Regions from separate parts of the Triticum aestivum genome. Here region 1 is linked to region 2. A link is a contact called in public Hi-C data. All regions are on one chromosome and are shown on one strand. Each heading gives the region's core, a stretch centred on a gene start, on an enhancer-like site or on the middle of the called end of the contact. The rest is flanking DNA. Distances are from core to core; before and after follow the strand shown. Region 1 holds the start of LOC123122068 (squamosa promoter-binding-like protein 18). Region 2 overlaps LOC123122067 (meiosis-specific protein PAIR2).

The links. Hi-C and Micro-C count contacts between places; a contact is called where the count stands out from the background.
Region 1: a Hi-C map of leaf shows a contact between it and region 2, with 6 times the contacts expected there. The contact joins the promoter of LOC123122068 here to the enhancer-like site in region 2. A contact is called at or near these places in 4 of 5 Hi-C or Micro-C datasets (leaf and an unstated tissue).

Annotation. Positions count from the first base shown.
Region 1 is chr5D:394,165,520-394,171,544 of IWGSC CS RefSeq v2.1, reverse strand. LOC123122068 (squamosa promoter-binding-like protein 18) reads right to left here and starts at 3,181. Exons shown (of 3, transcript XM_044542202.1): 1 at 1,995-3,181. The coding sequence starts at 2,491.
Region 2 is chr5D:393,843,724-393,849,826 of IWGSC CS RefSeq v2.1, reverse strand. It overlaps LOC123122067 (meiosis-specific protein PAIR2), which reads right to left. Exons shown (of 29, transcript XM_044542201.1): 22 at 6,082-6,103; 23 at 3,010-3,194; 24 at 2,650-2,776; 25 at 2,073-2,445; 26 at 1,898-1,956; 27 at 224-260; 28 at 1-73. Among protein-coding and RNA genes, the nearest start is that of LOC123122067, 9.9 kb to the right of the region's middle. Within about 2 kb of position 3,081, at least 1 of the 8 cell types and tissues checked has an H3K27ac peak or open chromatin away from gene starts, as enhancers often do.

The DNA.
Region 1 (6,025 bases), core at 1,932-4,431, 320 kb before region 2:
TTCAAAAAGCCACAGGTTAAATTTTGAAGGTGTAGCTTTTGTTGTATACTGACATTAAGTGCAAGTTACTCCAATAATTCAGCTAACTGATGAATAGTACTAGAACATCCAAGACATTCAAAGAAAACCGGCTCCACCAAAATGCAAAAATGTGGAACCTATTTTGCAACGCTGTTTCAAGAATTGGTCTAGTGGTCCCAGCATCTCATGTGGAAAAAACAAGGCTAATGACAAGAGGCAGTCATGGCAGATGAGGTAGGCCGGTTTCTGGCCAAGAATTCAATAAAACAGGTCATGTGTTCAGCAACATCTTTAAAGAGTGAACAGCCCACACACAACAAATACTGCTGCACACAATAACCCAGGAGTAAACCGAAAGAATTCCTATGGATCTGGTGGTTACTGCTAATTCAGCAATGGGAGGCAATCTTGTCAGACATGGGGCTCCACCCTTCATTCCATAAACCGCCTCAAGGGCAAAATGGGTTGATCCTAAAGTACCTATGGTTAACCGTGGCCGGGTTACACAGATTAACTTCTTGACTCCCCACTTGGTTGAAAATATGTGAGCTATTTTTTAGCCCTTTTGGCTCTGTGTGAGCTATTTTTTATTTTCTTTTGGAGACTTTAAGACCTTGTTGGAACATATTTATTTGTTTTAATAAGATGGCCGTATGCATCGTTCTAATGCAGAGGCCGGGGAATCCCCCTTTTCGAAAAAAAAAACTTGGTTGAAAATATGTGATAGTTTCTGGGGACTCTACAGTAGAGCATTGCACCACTTTTATTTAGCCAGAATAAAAGTAGTAGTACCTCCGATCTGTAATAAGTGCCGTAGTCTTAAACCAACCCCAGTTCAAAACTGCGACACTTATTTTGGATCGGAGGGAGTAATATCTTTGTCAATGTCATGGGAAATGGTTGCACAAATTACACTCCACTCTTCAACTTCAAACCAGAACAATGGAAAAGAAGATGGGGACGCAATGGATCTGGTGGTCACTAATTCAGCAAGGGGAGGCAATCATGTCAGAGATGGGCCCTACTATTCAGTCAATAAACCACCTCAAAGGCAAAATGGGTTGATCCTCAGGTACCTATGGTTAACCGTGGTCTACTTAGATTCACTTCTTACCACCTAGTTGGTTTAAAATATGTGCTGATTTTTTTGTCAGAGTAAAAGTGGTACTAATATATTTGTCGATGTCACAAATTATACTCTAATATTAAACTCCAAAATAAAAGAAGTAAAATATTTGTCAATGTCACAAATTATACTCCACGCTTAAACTTCAAACCAGAACTCTTTTTTTTTCAAAAAAGGGGAGAATCCAATGGCAGGTTTGAAAATGTGGCAGCTAGCTAATAATAAAAAGGACTGCTCCATCTGATCTTTGGCACATGGAGTGCATCAGCCACTTTTCACTGGTAATAATTCACACCCGTGGGCTAGAAAGTTACCAGTGCAAAAGTAGGAAAATGGGAGGGCTATGATTCAGGTATACAACAGGTTGCCAAAGTAAAAAAAAAAACTTGGGGGTACTTGACTCATATGAAAAGGCTGAAAAGCTAGTGCCGGATAAAGGAAAAGTTACTGGTGCATCCTTGAAACCGAACAGTGAGATATGCTCAGCTCATTCTCACCACCCCCTACTGATTCTACCAGCAGTGCTCCTTGCTTGGAATGGGAGCAACTGGTGGTTAATTTGAGCCAAAGAGAAAGGCAAAGCCAGTTCCTGAGAAAGAACTGGCTTGGATTGGCCTTTTCACTTTGAACAAAGGGAAGGGAATGATGATCAGCAGCAGTAAAAATAATGGGGAAAAAAATGGTGTGCAGTCAATCAATTTCACCATTGCGGCAGTTCAAGCAATGGTCTTTCGGCAGCATCGCAATCAGGTCGACGCAGCCGTGCGAATGTGCTGAATTGAAGTGTTAGTAATAGGAATCGCGGGAATTTTCGCGAATTTTGGCGGGTTGGATGGGTGTTGGTTACCTGCTGCACTGCTGGCAGAAGCGCATCTCGCGGCCGGCGACGACGACGAGGGGCGTCTTGGAGTGCGCCTCGCACACCTTGTGCCGCCGGTGGTAGTCGCGGCACTTGCTCAGGTCGGCCTTGCAGCCGTCCACGGCGCACGACGGGCAGTGCCCCGCCCCCGCGCCGCCGCCGGCCCCCGGGCGCGGCCGCTTCAGCGGGCTCGCCGACGGCACCACCGCCGCGGCGTTCGACGCCGACGCCGACAAGGACGCCGCCGGGCCATTCGCCGCCGCCGTCGCCACGGGCGGCTGCTGCTTCATCGCGCCGTCCGCCGCGGGGCCGAACTCCCCCAGCCCGCCCAGCTTGAGGTCGACCGAGCACTCGGGGCGGCCCGGCGGCCCGCGCGCGGCCGCGGCGGTGATGCCCGCCGCGGCGGGAGCGACCATGGCCGGCACCCCGTCGTGCTCCAGCTCGGCCAGGTCCCAAGAGCCCGGCATCTTGAGATCCCAATCCATGACGCTTCTTGGCCACCACAGAGCACAGACCTTTCTCTCTCTCTTTCTCTCTCTCTCTCTCTCTCTCTCTCTCTCTATCTCAGGGTCAGGTAGCTGCTCGCCGGTTTGTCCGCTCCCTCCGGCCGGCCCCCTCACTCGCTCACTCCGCGACGAGGGAAGCTAGCAACCAAGCAAGAATCATTGCGCGGCGACCACCATCGCACCGGAGGCGAACAAACGGAAGCGCGAGCAGAGCGCGAACGTGCAGAGGGGCATGCAGCTGCGGCCTATCCCCGATAGGGATGGGGGGAGTGGAGGCAGCAGAGCAGAGCAGAGCGCACACGCGCACAGACGCGCGAGCGAGCAGCAAGACAAGAGAGATGGCGCCAAGGGAGTGGGAGGCAGTCAGTACATGCTCGCAGAGGCAAGTGCGGCAGGTGTGCGGGATGGAGCAGGGACAGCCATGGATGGAAGAGCTGCTGCTGCTAGCGAGTGGTGGTGGGGGTGGTGGAGACTAGTGTCTTCTACTTCTACTAGTAGGGGAGGGGAGGAGGAGGGGGGTGGTGCATACTGCATAGCGGGAGGGAGTAACAATAGTTTGATCAACAGTTTACTGTTTGCTGATGGCTAGTAGTAGGAGAAGAAGCCATTTCTTGGTCTTGATCGATCCCCTGACAGGGATTCCAAAGGAGGAGGGGCAATGAATGGGTGAATGGGGTGGGGGCGGCCCCATGCCTCTCAGCGCCATGTTCACCCTTTAACGCCAGCATGGAAGCCTTGTGCTGCAATTATTGGGGGCGGGCTGGGTTTGGTTTGGGGTTTGGGGGCTTCCCTTTCCCTTTCTTGGCACCTCAACAAAGGTGTGGGCGTGGGTTAGTGACCGCTAATGAGCCGTAGTTAGCATCTCATGGTCTAGCTAGATTGTGGTTTTGCTCAAATTCAAAGCTAGCTCGATCCAAAAGGCATCATAGGAAAAGAGTCTTGTGGTTTTCCTATGATGCCTTTTGGATCGTTTTCAATTCTTCTACGAAGTTGAATGCAACGTGTGTCTTTATTCCCCCCCCCCCCCCCCCCCCCTTCTTGCTCGTGAAGAAACGGTTGCTTCGGTGTTCTTGTGGAGCATCCAAACGGCTATGTTGTGCGCATTCTATGTTTAGATCGGTGGTTTTTCTATCATACATTCGATTCCTAACACACAATAGTTGTAATTTAAAAAGTGTTTCCATTGTTTTCGCCCCATGTTCACAATGACAAAATGGGCATGTGACCCACGTGCCAGAGGGATAATTGTTGACATCCGATTCGTGGTTAACTAAGCATCGCTTCATGGCGGGTTAGCGCCGTTTTATGACGTGTAAATCAAGCCACTTTAATAGTTTGTTTTATGACGTGTAAATCAAGCCTCTTTAATAGTTTGATGCTCTTGATGTTGAGAGACATACGTGGTTTCAACATCCTAGGCGGTAGGCATGACGAGGAGGCGACGGCAGTTTAGAAGGCAAGCCTAGTTTCTCTCCTTGATTGACAATGGTGATCACGTGTTCAAACCTGGGTTGCCACGGAGCTCAGCTCAGGCGGTTAGCATGACGAGCTTGTGACATGCATGCGGGCTGTACAATTCACAGCGAAACTAGTCCATGCCCTCAAAACTCCTTTCATTTTTGTGCATATAAACTCCCTTCGTGTACGTAGGAGGCAGAGAGCACTATGCACCAACTAAATAAACTCTAAAGTAACCGTGTGTACTTTTAAATTCTGGGAAGAGTGTAGACCACACAGCACAACTCTGACTGCATGGAAAAAAGATACTTATTCCCTGAGCAAACTTGCACTTGCGCCCATTATTTTAACACTACTTTAATCTCCCCAAGATACGCCCCCTCTATCCAGGCTTTTGGCCTGATCCGTTTGGTCTGAAAAAAAACAGTAGCCGGGAGATGGTCCAATTATCCGCGACAGGTACATCGCTGATCAATTTTATATATTACTGTATGCCGTTAGATTAGCATTTTGTCGCCACACTAGCTGCATCATGCGCGCCAACTTGGGAGTTTGGTGGCTTCATACACTCCACGTCATGGAACATTATTTGTAAACTGTAACAAGAAAAACAATGCTATATATTGCAGTATAGCGTTTGAATGTGCTTGATTGGAAGGGAGCCTGGCTTGTGGCTCCTCGGGGACATGATGTGCATGGGCTCGTTTGCTTGTTTGTTTGCTTCTTTTAGGTGATCTTGAGTTGTGGTGGAGTGTAGGGATAAGGAGATCTAGAAAGGAAATGTAAGAGTAATGGGATGTGAGATGATAGGTGAAAAATTGCACTACCATGATAGGTGAAAGATTGTGCTACCATGATGGGCCACCTTGTAGCTGTAGGGAGCCTTTAATTTGCCAAGACATATCAGGTTGTGGATTGGTTGGTTGGAAAACTTTCTACTGCTACCATTGAGGGTGTATCCTGTGCATGCACTCGGACTCGTGGTGCAACTAATGTGCTGGTGCGCATGGTTGTGGCATGGTGCATGTTTGTGCTCTCTATGTGCTCAAACACAATTGTTTTTCGAAAAGATGTGCTCAAGCACATGTATGTGTCATAACATTTAGAATAAAATATATTGTATGTGCTTGTTAACAGTAGTCAACTATATTCCACTCTTTTTTTTACATCACAAAGTGCATATAATGCTATTGAAGTGTTGTAACCTATTGTGTACATACCGTCTGTCATGAGCGGTTTGCTATCTCAAAAGAAAAACATATTGCTTACCTACGCATCGATGAAATCAAAGTTTCTTGCGATATTATTTTGGCTTGATGTGCAACTGCTACTTGCTACCACACCATCACACATGGGAGATATAATTGTGCCCCTTGTGATTGCTTATGTGATGTTCCCTTCTTTACCGTCCCCATCCCATTGATCTTTCTAGCAATATATACCATACGAGAATACAACGCTGCAATATCAAGAAAAGAAAAAAAAATTGAAGTTGTATCCACGACTTGTATAAACGAATTTGCGCTATCAAAATGTTGGGAACTTTAAGTTGCTTGGGTCTAATTTCTTTTGTCAAGCTGGTTTGTAGAACCCAAATTATCCAAGCTATGCCTTGCATATATACATTAATATCTGTTGATTCAATCGTGTGAACAAGAGGAAATGTTTTCAGCATCGACAAACATCGCTTCAAAATTACCCGATGCTAGAGACCGCACATGGCTTTTACTCCCTTGTTTCATAGTCCTGTATTTTGCCCTCACTTATTTCTGTCATAAGTGTTGGTCCTTGCCGATGATTGCCAACCAAGCATGTCCACAAACGCATTTGGCGTTTGGCCCCTGATATATGGAAAATTCAGCTGGGAAAATCCCCCCCTGTGAAAATTCAAAAAAAAAACACATTTGAAGGAACAACCATGTCGTATGAGTGAAACTGATGGCAGTTATCAAGAAGTCAGAAGTGATTAGGTCCATAGTGCTCTAGGACAATCCAACGAGAACCATTTTGGTTTCCGAATCCAATCCTCCTCAGATTATTGACACAGTTCAAATC
Region 2 (6,103 bases), core at 1,832-4,331:
ACATTCTTTGGATCATGCTCACTAGCTTCTAACCATGGAGGAGGAGCACCAGTATGCACATTTGCTTTCAGGCCTTCATAACACAATGATATCACATAAAATTTCAAGCATGGACTGAAAAAGAATTAACTAGATATATCTTTTTTTTGCTCAAGCTGCAGCATTTTCGCATTCAGATTAGTGCAATGAAAATATACACTACAGAAGGTGCAGTGTCAAATACCCTGATTGAATTTCCCTCCAGAGTGGCCCTGTTGGACCTGCAAGGGCAGAATTGTAAAAAAAGAGATGCCAACATGCACCACAGAAAAGTGATTATATAAACAACAAATCATTAGATATGAACATTTGTAAAAAAAAAATTTGGTTCATAATTATTCTTTTAGGAAACAAGAAACATAAACTAGAACAAAACCCTTTTGTTATAAGAAAAGAGAAATTGCTACATTTGTTTGAAATTAATATTGTGCAAGTTCTGCTAACATATGAGAAAGAATTGCAATTATGTTACTGGGGGAGGTAAAGACATGTTTTAAGACACCGGGGAACAGTGGAAGTAAACCTGGGGATGGTTTTCGTATAACCGGGTGTATTGGTTCAGTTTAATCGAGTGGGCTTCTTTGGTTTGGTCGCTAATGGATTGTATCTGCTAACAGTTTGGTTGGGTTCAGTTTCGTGTGAATAATAGGTGGGTGTGGTCAGGTATGGGCTTGAACCGTTCTATTTCCAACCAGGCTCAACCCGTGGTTCCAAACCGGTTCCTGAGATTGGTTCGAACTTCGTAGGTCTGCTCGACAACTCGCTCTTTCCCTGTTCCTGTAGCCACCGCCGCCACCTCTCCCCGTCCCGGCGTTCCCGCCCACGCGACGCTGAGCCGCAGTGCCGCATCAAAGGAGAGTCGTCCAGCGGCGCCGGCGGCGTCGACACCCTCGTGGGAGCAGCTGAAGATCATGCTCAGCTCGTGACTCGGAGGCGCGACGCCGGCCGCGCGCATGCACGACCCGCCGCACTGACAAGAACGGGCGGCGCCGGTGCCCGAGGTGCATCGCTCTGCTCGACCACTGCCCCGCTCAACCACTCCTTTACAAGCTGTTCACAAAGGCAGAGAGATCGGAGCAGCATCAGGCCATTTGCCATGAACGTAGGAGGCACCATTGGTATGGAACTGTTATTTACCCATTGGCTAAAACCATGGTTTCAGCCATCGGTTCAGTTTAGTTTAGGTGGAGTGAGGACGTGGTTTAGTTCGGTTTGGGTTTAAATAAAAATTAAAGAGGTTTAGTTAGGTTTGGTTTGTCCAAATTGATCATGCGGGTTCAGTTGAGGTTTAGTTCAGTTCCCCAACCGTTCTCAGATTTAAGTGGAAGGCCATGAGTAGAGGCGGGCGACGGATCAGGACATAAATTTAATAGCACATCTGACATGTCTGGTGTACTCCAATACCATAGTAAGAAGATAAATTACATGTTTATATAATTAACCAGATGTAGATCAGGAACTTGTCCAAGGAAATATATCTGCAAACTAAAATCTACAAGCATGACTGCAACCAAAAAATCACATTCCTAAAGATGTCAATATGCCATATGGTTTAACTTCCTGAGTCTGTATGACAACTTCCCCTCGTTTAGCCTTCTACTATTCAGATTCAAGATACCTAAACATTGTGATACTAGCTCAAACAACACTAACTAACCGTAGCTTCTCTTTGCATAAATGGAATACACTCCCATTTGTCGTTGCCATTCATCAGCACTTCAAATTTCTTAGTGGACCTTATTTACAGAATGACTGCTAAATAACGAACAAAATACACAAGGCTGCTTGCGATCTTATCAAAAGGACAAATGTCTACTTTTCACATGCACATGGGTGTGTGCACATATTACATACTTACATATACAAAAGAAGAAGCCGGTGGATTTGGTCCATTTCCGAGGGAAGTAGATTGAGCACCTGTAAAGGGAGAGAAATCAGCAACGTACCAACCAAACTGTAGAATAGTACAATTAGCAAAGTCCAGAGCAAAGAAGAAGTGAAAGATCAGTGATAATTTCAGCACTAGTGCTCACCTTTCATTTGTGCATCAGCACTATGAAACATGTTTGTGCTCGGCATCCCCTGATGTCCATGTGTTGTGACACAGGGTTTGACAGGCAGTCCGGAAGTACCAAATGGAGCAGAATAAGCAACACTTCCAGAGGTGGAAGATCCGTAACACGCTGTACTAGTGGGGTAATAGGCCCCATTGGTAGGACTTTGTAAAGGCATAACAACACAAGATGCAGTATTATGAAAAGATGGGATGTCAGTTTCAGCAAAACTATCCGAAATTTTAGAGGTAGATTCATTTTGGATATCTTTCAACGGCCCCAGAGATGGTCCAATCATGCCATCGGCCAATGCCTGTGCTTCAGTACCGGAAGACTCACAGCCCTTCTCCCACTGAAATTGAAAAAACATAACGGATCAGCAGTGCAGAAATATGTCAGCATCATCTTATTTCCAGAGCACATAGTAACCTTGTTCACTGCCAATATCATAACTAAATTCCAAACAGACCATTTGATATAACTACAACTGTGAAAATAAGTATATCATGCCATTCTAACAGGAGGAAATACAGGTACAAAATGGATAGCAGTGCACCTTTGCAAGCTCATCCTCTGAGATCCTAAACAAATCGACCTGATCCATCCCGCCCCCATGCTTCCGCAGGAAATCCTTGACGCCCTTCAGGTGCTCCTCGCTCGCGAGGTGGTAAATCGCATTGCTGCTGGAAACAGAGTAAAACAGGGCTTATATCATTCACACAAAGTCCGGATCTCTACAGTATCTCTAAAAACTCTATTATGCTTCCAACAACCCCTGATCCCGATGTGCTACCAGTGCTCGATCTCATGTTCTACTGGACCATCCTAAGTTCGAACCTACTGTAACTAGAAACAGCACATCTGAATCAAAACCCTAGGTGTGCAGGGACGGCTAGGAGAAGTAGGCGGAGGCTACCAGGCGAAGCGGCTGTCGAGGTCGACGAGGTCGGCGGAGCAGAAGGGGCACCAGAGGCGGGAGCGGGGGCCAGGCGTGGAGGGGCGGAGGAGCGCGCGGCGGAGGTCGGCGAGCTTGGCGCGGAAGCCGGAGAGCGCGGCGGCGAGGGCGGCGCGGTGGGCGGGGAAGTAGCGGTGGCGCCGGCCCTGGTCGTGGTTGCGGCGGCACAGCTCGCAGTACTCGTAGGCGCCACCGCCGGCGGCGTGCGGCTTCGGCGGCATCGCGGGGCGGGGCTCCTGGCCTGTCGCGGCGGCGGCCCACGCGTTCGCGCGCGCGTTTGGGCTTTGGCAGATTTGGGGGAGTTTGTCTCAAAAAAATAAAGATTTGGGGAGCTGCTCCAGCGGCACTTCGAATTTGTGTTAGTTTTAGTAAAATTTAAAGAAAAAAGGACGAATTGAAGTTGTGTTTTAGATTTACTAGACCTCAGAACCGAGTGTGGGCATGTGGAGTCCATCGAAAGAGAATGTTCTTTTTAGATTTAGACAGCTCAACGCTACTGGATTTCGTTATCGATCTCTTCGTTATCAAGCTAACGATGCGAAGCAAGACAAAGCCTAGCGATGATTGATTCGCTGGAAGAACTCTGTCGTGTTGGACAAACACGCCGAGCGGCTCGACAGGCCTGACAACAGACGCAGAGCCATTAGCTGATCCAGTACGTACTCCGGATCAAATTTCATCGGCCGGAGCTGTACAGCGATCGACCACCGGGAGACGTGACCACCACCGCGTCAATAACTCGGAACGCCGACAAGGAATGAACTGCTACAGTGACCCAACACGGCCATCACTCAAGCCTACCACCACCAGGCTTTTAGTAGCACAGGTGTACGCACTAATCCAACACGATCCAGGTGACAGTGTGCCGGCCATCATCAATGCCGCGCTGCCCATGCACCAGGCGAGGGAAGGAAACGCCGCCCCACGGTCCCCGCCGGAAAAGCTTTCGTCATACGCCAAGCAATTGCTCGCCGGCGTACACAGACCACAGAACAGTACCTACAGCTACAGCACCCAAGACAACAACAAGAAAAAAGCTTGCCCCGATCGTCGCTGCTCGGTACAAAAGTTCAAACAGATCCATCATTGCGTGAAGCAACCAACGATGATCATCATTGTATATAACATTGCTACGTTTCATCATTCAGGGGAAAAAGTCCATTTTAAACCCTGAATTTGTAGAGGTTCGGCGAAATGAACCCCCAAGTCAAAATCCCGGTCGATTGCACCCTGAACTATGCAATTCCGGTCTAAATCGAACCTTCGGGTCGTTTGGATGGCCGGGATTCGGACATTTCGCAGAGGGCGCACACCAGCTCCTGCTGGGCCAGCCTGCTTTAGTTTTTTTCAATTAAAAACCAAAATTCGCAAAGGGCGCTACTCCCTGCTGGGCCGGCCCGCATATTTTTTTCGTTAAAAAGCAGAAAAAAAAAACTCTGCTCGAACACGAGACCCCATGCTGGTGCTGTTTGATCGGAAAAAAAGAAACTTCTGAACTAGAATTTCAAAAATAAAAATAGTTTACAAATTTTGAAAAAAAATCACGAATTTAGAAAAAGTTCAACAATTTTGAAAGAAGTTCACGGGTTTTCAAAAGAAATGTCTACAGATTTGGGAAAAAATCATAGATTTTGAAAACAAACTGTAAAATTGAAAAAGTGTTCGTGCATATTTTTCTTTAATATTTCTTTACTATCTTTTTTATTTCTTTTTCTATATATACAAAGTTCATTGCGTATATTAAGGAAATCTTGACAGTAATTTCCAAAAAATTCACTCATTTAAAAAAATGTTCATCTTGTATTAGAAATTTGTTCAGTGTATATCGCATAATTGTTGAATATTTATTCCGAATTTGTTCAACATATATTACAAAAATTTTCATTTATTAATATTTTTTCAAAAATGCTATCATATATTTGCCGCGAGTTTGAATTATGGTCCACCACCTTTTCATTTTTGTTCGCGTGTCCAAAATGCTTACAATACAAATTTTGTTCGCTTTTTAAAAAAAGTTTTTGTTTTAACTTTTTTTGTCGCTAAATTAAAAACATTCCTGTTATATATTTTCTAAAAATACTAAAAACTGTTCACAATCTCAAAAAGTGTTCATGTTTTTCGTAATTTGTTTGTTTTTCAGATTTTTTTTTGAAAATTGTTCGCGTTTTTGGAATCTATTTGGGGTTTGCAAATTTTGTTCGTGTTTCATTTTGAAATCAGAATTACAAAACACCTTCACTTTTCCAAAAATATGGAATACAAAAAAGTGCGGCATCTTAAAACTGCTCGCAATATTCAAGAAATGTTTTCGAAAATGTTTTCCAATCTCAACGCTGCTGTCTATTCTTATATATTTCTGCGCCGTGATGTTCATGTTGTTGTTCGTGGTGTAGTGTCTAGTGGCTCTTGGTTGGTCTCCGCGGTCGTGGGATCGAGTCCTGGTACTCGCTGTTGAATTTCAACATTTTTTTGTCGCGCGGAAAAGGAAACGAAACAACGGCGGGTTGGTGGGCCGGCCCAGTCATGTATCAAGCTTGTGCGTCGAGTTGCCGACATGCCGCTCCTTGGCCCATCAGCTAGACAAAATCCCGGTTAACTGTAGCCAGGGTTTAATTTAGACCAGGATTGCATAGTTCATGGTGCAATCGACCGGGATTTTGACTTGGAGGTTCATTTCGCCGAACACCTACAAATTCAGGGTTTAAAATGGACTTTTTCCATCATTCAGGCAAAAGGTGGCCTCGCGGTACAAGTCTCCAGTGAAACAAACATCATGAACAACAACACGTCTCAGGGGGGACAAGTCTCTCTCTCTCGTTTACGTTTTGCTACCAAAGATAGGGCTAGGGACAAGGATCTACATCTGCCGGAGGGGGTGCTCTGTCGCTATCTTCACAAGTTTCAAGCACCTGAACGAACTGAAGTACTGAACTAGGGGGTATCTGCTTCTTCACCTGGCCTACGAGATTAGTTGCGCCGAGGCTCCTTGCGATTCCGTGCCGCCTCACTGAACTAGGACTTCTGGCGCTTGACCTGCTGGAGGATCGGCTCCTTC